Regions from separate parts of the Sus scrofa genome. Here regions 2 and 3 are each linked to region 1. A link is a contact called in public promoter capture Hi-C data. All regions are on one chromosome and are shown on one strand. Each heading gives the region's core, a stretch centred on a gene start, on an enhancer-like site or on the middle of the called end of the contact. The rest is flanking DNA. Distances are from core to core; before and after follow the strand shown.

Evidence for each region. Promoter capture Hi-C pulls out the DNA fragments that hold promoters and counts their contacts.
Region 2: a contact with region 1 is called in a promoter capture Hi-C map of fetal liver, with 5 times the contacts expected there. The contact joins the promoter of PPP2CA here to the promoter of HSPA4 in region 1. A contact is called at or near these places in 1 of 5 promoter capture datasets (fetal liver) and 1 of 2 datasets of contacts at active chromatin or transcription factors (alveolar macrophages).
Region 3: a contact with region 1 is called in a promoter capture Hi-C map of liver, with 4 times the contacts expected there. The contact joins the promoter of SKP1 here to the promoter of HSPA4 in region 1. A contact is called at or near these places in 1 of 5 promoter capture datasets (liver) and 1 of 2 datasets of contacts at active chromatin or transcription factors (alveolar macrophages).

Annotation. Positions count from the first base shown.
Region 1 is chr2:135,344,452-135,346,994 of Sscrofa11.1, forward strand. It overlaps HSPA4 (heat shock 70 kDa protein 4), which reads left to right and starts at 1,273. Exons shown (of 19, transcript XM_005661654.3): 1 at 1,273-1,732. The coding sequence starts at 1,626.
Region 2 is chr2:136,521,358-136,523,900 of Sscrofa11.1, forward strand. PPP2CA (protein phosphatase 2 catalytic subunit alpha) reads right to left here and starts at 1,273. Exons shown (of 7, transcript NM_214366.1): 1 at 994-1,273. The coding sequence starts at 1,095.
Region 3 is chr2:136,475,093-136,477,635 of Sscrofa11.1, forward strand. It overlaps SKP1 (S-phase kinase-associated protein 1), which reads right to left and starts at 1,272. Exons shown (of 6, transcript XM_021084761.1): 1 at 817-1,272.

The DNA of each region.
Region 1 (2,543 bases), core at 23-2,522:
CTTAGAACAAGTAATTGATTTTTCATTGACACAGCAAACGCAGAGGTTTGGGAAAATTTACTTTTGTCTTTGTTTATCCACTTTATTAAGTGGTCCAATATAATTGATTGAGCTCTGAGATGGAGGTCTTCAATTCAGCCTACCTAGTAGCAGTACTTCCTGCAGTTCTTTTCAACCCAGACTAGCTAGCTATTACTTTTTTTCTAACTTGAAAGCAGCCTTTTATTTTTCCTAGTGTCCAGCATTCTGTGTTGTAACAGTTGCCACCCTGTACGGGGATCCCATTTACTTGTTTAGCTACTCCTGTTACTGGTTGGATTCAGGTTTTGTGGGGTTGAAGCTTACACAATGTTGGGGGCCCTTAAAAAATCATAAAATAGATACTTAGAACAAGAAATCATATCAAATTACTGGAGACACAGAGATTCAGATTCCTGGTATTCTAAGACTTCTTCAAGCGATTTATTAGAAATGCTCATTACGTAGAGTTGCTTCCTGATTGCCAGCTGGCTTCCTCTCTATACCAGGAACACATCATAACTCTCCGCAACTCCCTGCTTACCCAGGTGCCCCTGCAGGGGAGAGTGCCTGCTTCATGTAATCCTGGCGCTACCGATATGTCTGAACGTACCTATGAATGCGTGTTTCTTGCATCCAGTTCAAGACAGGTGCTTAAAATGGGTTGGGGATTGAAAGGCTAAAGTGCAGTAGGTCCTTTAGGTGCAACTGCATCTAAGGACAGGACCGGTTTAGAAAACGGTGCAAGACTGAGGGAAAAAAAATCAAGGCAGTGGGATTGAGAGTCACTTCCTCCCCTCCTTCGCAAAGGGCGCTGTCTCTGATTTTAACAGAACCTGAACTAAACCTCTGTTCAGGGCCCGGGCCCAACAGCAATCTTTTCTTCTACACACCAGACCCCACCAAGGCGAGATGACCAGGCTCTCCCAACTTTGAGGATTAGTGCGCGGTCCCATTTTACCGGGCTCAATACAAGATGGGGCGCGGGAGGTGCCACAACCGGAACTTTCTCTGAAATAAAGAAAAACGGCGGAAGTAGGCCAACAGCGCTTGCTCAGTATTTTGCCTCAAACCGGCGCTCCTATTTCCTTCTGGAAGAGGAGCTGCTTCTCGGTTCCGCGCCGCCGCGAGGAGCGCGGCTGCCGGTTCTGTGCGCAGGCTCAATTGGCCAGCCCCGCCTCTCTACCATCTTTTCTGCGGCTTAGTCCCTTCCCAGGTTTTTGGGTCCGGACGTGACGTAAACATGTACGCAACCGGGGGGCGGGGCTTCAGAAGGAAAAGCAGCTGTGCCGGGGTCTCGCGAGAACATCTCGTCGCAGTTCTCGCGCTGCAGCTTTACTCTCGTCGCAACGAGATCTTTCGAGATCTTCTCCGCCCCCGCTACCGGCGCACCTTCTGCGGCCGCTGAGCCGGAGCCGGTCTGAGCAGTGCCCTCCGCCGCGGCTCTCCTTCTAAGAACCGAGGGGCTCGTGTGGTCACCCTCACTTCCCCAACTAGCCCGGGTTCCCCGGCCCACACGGCCGTCTTTCCGCGCGCCAGCCCCGCCGGGGTCCGTGTCCTGTCTTGCCGGCCGGACCGGGGCTCGAGCCCGAGCTGTAGCCGGCGCCATGTCGGTGGTGGGCATAGACCTTGGGTTCCAGAGCTGCTACGTCGCCGTAGCCCGCGCCGGTGGCATCGAAACGATCGCTAATGAGTACAGCGACCGCTGCACGCCGTGAGTGTGGGCCAGGCCAGTCGCGTGCACTGGGGGGTGGGGAGGTAGCACTTGTTCTGGTCTGTGCCACTCGCGGTTTGGGGAACGTGGGCCGGGCAGTAATCTCCGTTCCGAGCCGAGGCCGTGGTGGGTAGGGCACCTCCATTGGGTTTTAGGTCACTGGTGGCCGCGACCACCACCGTGTGGGTCTGCAGCAGGGGCGAGGCCTTTTTTCTGTGGCCCGCCGGCTGGCGGAAGGCTGTGAATGGATACTTGGACCTGCGGATGTATTGAGTAGAAGTTGGGGGGAAGGCAGGCCTGGGATGTGGGGTGGACCGAGCTCCTCTTTTAGAGAGTACATAATAGGCGCAGGGAGTACTGACGTTTCTTCAGCCCAGCGCAGAGTTCGGAGTTTTGCACACAGCAGGCGCTTAATAAAAGTTAGTTGAGTTGAACGAGTTCTGGCGGTCGCCGGCCCTAAGAGCGCCCAGAGTCCCACGTGAGTGGGGGTGGGGTGGCGCCCGGAAGAGAGGGAGCCGGAGCACCGGAGATCTTGAGGTTGGGTTGGCACGGAAAGATAGCAGAAATGGATTTAATAAAATTTGATGGCTTTTGGATATCTTTGCATTCACTTTGATTTTTTACGTCGTTTCAGTAAATTGAACCACGTTGGGTCATTTTCTGTTATCATTCTGTATGCATCCACCCTTAACAGCGTTCCATTCTCAGGGTAATGCATTCCATCCGGGGTGTTGGCCGCAATTGTTAATGAATGACTCAGGGGCTCACTTCGACTTTTAGAACCTATAGTAAGTTATGGGACCAGTATAGA
Region 2 (2,543 bases), core at 23-2,522, 1.2 Mb after region 1:
AAACACTAAACACAATGACTGGAATACAGCAAAAGCTCGATCAACAGCTGTTAATATCATACTTACTACTTAAAGTCACAAATATACTAACAACTTTTCCAGCAGAGAGCAAGGATACAAAATCTGCTGGTCTTAACAGTTTATGCTGCTCATTTAAAAAACAAATGGCAAAATGCCAAGAACCTTAAGCTTAAAGAAGGGTTTCATACTATCCAATTTGAGTCAGCATATAAATCAGAGATTAAACTGACACTTGATTTCCAATCCCAAAGCTCCTATGTAGAATGACTCACCAAAATGTCTAATTCTTCCAACTATGAAAAATAAGTTATACTCCTCCCTATAACTACCACCATGACCTTCATTGAAACTTAGATTAAAAGCTCATTTAAAAATTCTCGAAAAAATGTACTAATAAGTCTCTGGAAAACACAGCTCGAGAGGTTTACCATAAACCACTCAAGACGATGCTAAATCTGCGTGACCTTTATTAGATAGGTCCCGGGATCCGGCCTACAAGCTTGCCTCTGGGGGACCCTCTGGACAGCTCTGGACCTAAGCATTCGGCCTGAGTACAAGTAAGAAACCTCCCACCAAACTCACAGAAGAGTCCCAGGCCCCATTCCCAGGCCGTAGAACCTAAGACCTCGTGCCCAGATATCAAAACCGTCCCTGACCCTTACTCGCAGGGTCTCCGCTCCCCCGCACCCTCCCCCAGCCACTTCGCTTCCAGCCAAGGCCGGGAAGCTCTGAAGCCCCGGAGTCGGGTGAACGGCGCCATTTTAGGCGGCGGTGGCAGCGACAACCAATCCCTGCGCGGGAGGCAGGGGGCGCCGGGTCGTCCGGGAGCCGCCGCCGGGCCGCGCCGGGGGCCGGTCTGGGAGGCTCGGGGGCCGGGGCCGCTGGCCTCCGCCATGTTGCACCCTCCCCGCGGCCGCTTCCTTCTCGGCGGGCTCGGCCCGCCCCGGCTCCCGAAGCCGGAGTGCAGCTCACCTTCTCGCAGAGGCTCTTGACCTGGGACTCGGACAGCTGCTTGCACTCATTCAGCTGCTCGATCCACTGGTCCAGCTCCTTAGTGAACACCTTCTCGTCCATGATGCCACCCGCCCGAACCGGCTGCCGCTCCGCGCTACTCCCGCGCCGCCGCCCGCACACGGGCCACACGCACACGCTGCCGTCGGCCCCCGGGGTACTTGTGTGGCTGCTGAAGGCTGCTCGGCAGTAGCGCTGCCCGGTTGACTCGCCCCTCGGTGTTCGGCTACCGGCCACTGACCTCCTCCGCTCGCTCTAGCCTTGGAGCTCGGCTCTGTAATGGCGGCCGCCGGCGTGGTGACGTCACGCCCGGCGTCAGGAGGTGGCGGGGTGAGGAGGGGTAGAAGCGCCGGGATACGAGCTGCGCAACTGCCGGGCCGGCTCTCATCTGCGGCCAGACCCGAGCGGGGGCGGGAACTAGGGGCCAGGGCGCAGGCGCGTAAAGTAGCCGGCTGGAAACAGGCACCTTCGCTTTTAGGGCGCGGTCCTGTAGAAGGGAGGGGCCGAGGGGGAAGGGAAGACCGAGTCCAAGCAGGGGCCTTGCTTATAGCTGGGAAGTGGGCTAATCTTAGAGCACTAAATCCTGCAGGGTGTAGTTGCGGACCAGGCGCAGGCGCAGCCGGGGTGCGAGGGTGGCTCCTTGTTGCCGGAGACTTTTTCCCTGAGGTGATACGCCTCGGCTCCTCACCTGGCGACTGCCAAAGCACGGAAACGAGAATTGGGCCCCGTGGCTCCTCCATTCTACAACAGCACTGGAATTGCTGCATCTTGGGAGCAGGAACAGGCGCCGAGTGGTAGCCAGGTTGGAGTAGCCACCCCTGCCTCCGGGTGCGGCCAGCACCTTGTAATTAGGTCAGTCGTAGGCGGAAGAGGGTGTACCTGCAGTACTGCGCAGTGCACCTGACTCCCCAACACACCTGTCCCCGGGCCTCGATGTCTCTTCTAGCGCCATGGCTGGGGCCTCCTAGCGCTCCTGGCTTCCACAGGCGCCGCTGCAGTCTTGCCATTGTGGCCTTCCCCCCTAGGTGGGCGCTTTCCTCCGACTCCGAGCCTCCAAGGGAAGAAGAAAACGCCCCCGACCCCACCCCCACCAACCGTCTGCCCACTCAGGCCTTCTTTCTAGAGGGAAGACCGCAAGGAGATGGACGCACCGGTCCTGATTGAGACCCGGTAGTGTTAGAAGCGGCTGTGATGTGCGCTTTAAAGAAAGCTCAGATACCCTAGGATCGGACCTCTGGCTATAAATCTCTTCGAGATTCGTGAAATGTATCCGCATTCCGTTGTCCTTGCATTCGCAGAAATATTTGGCTCCGTACACCGCCAGTTATGTTCAAGATTCATGCCCGAAGGACAGAAGGGTCATACAAACAGAGGTACCCTACCCTGACGGAGCTTGTGTACTTCCTGGGATGATCTGGGGATAGACAGGCAGAAGAGCCCTTCACAAAAGCAGGAAGATGAATGGCCAGTAACACAAGGGTAGTAAGCAGGGAAATGAAAACCACAGATTC
Region 3 (2,543 bases), core at 22-2,521, 1.1 Mb after region 1:
CTCTCATGAAAACATTCATGAGCCCAAACTCCAACCTTTAGTCTCCATTAAAAAGCAAACCAAAGCAGGTGAACATCCTATCCCTTCGAAAACCTCTTAGTAAGTTTACGGAGTTGGTGCACCTAAAAGCCAAACCACTGTGGCGATGGCACCTGCTACTCCAACAATTGCTTCAACAACCGCGGGCTGTGGCAAAATAATGGGCGACAAATATTCCGAAGGAGCAGGCAGCTCTCTGCCGAAATTCGGCTCCGGCGCAGTTAACCAGGACGAGTGACGCCAGACACAGGGGCGAGAAAGACTGAGAGCCAAGAATCCAGCTGCGGGACGACCCTACCACGCTTCCTCTGGGACACCCGAACAACAAACGGACAAACGCCCATGCTCACGACGACCCAGAGAAGTCCATTAAAAGCCCCGCCACCACCCTCGCCCTGGCTTCCCGGGGCCGATGGGCTCAACCGCCGAGGGAGGCCCCGGCCGCAGCCTGGGCCTGCAGCCTTGCTCCGCGACGGCTGAGGGTCGCCCCGCGCAGAGAAGGCCCAATCCCGGTTCCGCTCACACCTTCTCCCTCCCGCCCGCCTGGGCGCGGTGAAGACTAGCGGCTAAAAGAGGCCTCGGCAAGTCGAGGGGCGGTGTGGGAGGTGAATGGCACCTCCGGGAGAATGGGGTCGACGACGGCTTTCACCGGGCCTGAGGGAAGGCCAGGCCCAGGTGCCTGCCGTTTCGAGCAAGGCCAAAGCCGCAGCGGGGCGGCCCGCGGCTCGCAATCTGCGGCGCCACCGCCCCCTTTCAGCTCAGGCGGCGGGTACTCACGGTGTTTGGGCTCAAGGAGATGGCGGGCCGGAGGCTGACGAGAGAAGGGCGGTGTCCGCAACCGGAGAGACAGAAAAGCGACGCACAAGGCGACTTCAACCGAGTGGCGCGGCGTCGCCTTTATAGCAGCGGGCGCAGGCGCCGAGGACCCCGGGGCCCGTGACGTCACAGAGACGGCAGGGCTGGCCGCCGAGATCGCCTGACGGCAGGCGCAGACCGGCGGGGCGAGGCGCGGCGGGCCTTGAGTCTCACCCCTTCCCTCGAAAGCGGCGCTCACTCCCCTCAAAGCGGAAACGGGGGACTGGCTCAGATACTCCACGGCCTGCAAGGGTCTTTCAGGCGGGAGCTGGCCTAAGTCGAATTAAAGACCCCAGTCCCGAAAAGCCTAGAAACCTGGAGCGAGGGGCCGGGAGGGAGAGCGCGGGGAGTAGCGGGGAGAGAGGGGCGGAGTGGGGAGGGAGAGGCGTCTGTGTTAGGGGTGGTGTTTGGGAGGGGCTGCAGCTCCTTTTCATGATGGGGAAACTGGGACTCTGAGAAAGAAAGGGCGCTGATCTTTGCAGCCAGCGCTGTGAGATTTTGCTCAGGGCCTCAGTGTCCTCCCCTGAACCCTACATGAGTTAGCTCACTCTCCACAATAATGCATAAGAAGAAATATCAGGAGTTCCCCTCGTGGCTCAGTGGTTAACGAATCCGACTAGAAACCATGAGGTTTCGGGTTCGATCCCTGGCCTCGCTCAGTGGGTTAAGGATTTGGAGTGGCCATGAGCTGTGGTGTAGGTCACAGTCGCGACTCGGATCCCACGTTGTGGCTCTGGTGTAGGCCGGTGGCTACAGCTCCGATTCGACCCCTAGCCAGGGAACCTCCGTATGCCTTGGGTGCGGCCCTAGAAAGACAAAAAGACAAAAAAAAAAAAAGAAGAAGAAATACCATTACCCTTTTCTCTTTGACTTGTGAGGGAACAGGTTCAAAACGGTTCAGTGGCAGAGCAAGGATTGTTTGATACTCTCAACTCTGATTTCCTATCGACTTCTGAAGAGGCCTCCAATCCAAAGTAACCACTGTTTCAGGGAAACCCCAAGTTAGCAAAAGTGTATTGGGTGGGGGGAGGGCGAGGTGATGGGTGCTAGGAATTCGGCAGCGAACGAGGCAGCCAGAGTCCAGCCTGCAGAGAGCCCTTGTGTGGGATGCTCCCTAAAGGCTGTGTTAGGGTCCCTAAGATGAAACCAACCCTCAAGGGAAAGGGGTTAGTCTGCAAATTCCCACTCCCACCCTCTCCAGTCAGGGACTTTGACCTGCTCTACCCTGCTCTGTTTAGAGAACAATGCCACCCCTCTGGAGGAGACTAAGGCGCCAGGCTCACCTAACCAGCAGGCACGTGATGGTATTCCTGACGCCAAGGAGACAAAGGACACTTCCACACAGGGCCCCCTAAAGAAATCAGAAGCCTGCAGCTCTTCTGAGATGGGACTGGGCAGGGAGACCAAGCAGCTCCTTGGGTTACCAGGTCTTTGTCTCCAAGCTGTGGTATCCAGTGTCTGCCAGGTGCCACAGCTGATGTCGGGAAGATGAAAGGACCTACAGCTCTCAGACTTTTTCTCCACAAGCCTGCCCTGCCCTAAGCAGCTCCAGCTTCTGGTCTCTTAGTTAAGGCCCACTAGATCCCCTTTGCTCCCCTGCCTGTGGCATATAAGGGCCACCTTGTAGCCTAGTTGAGCATCCTAAGCAG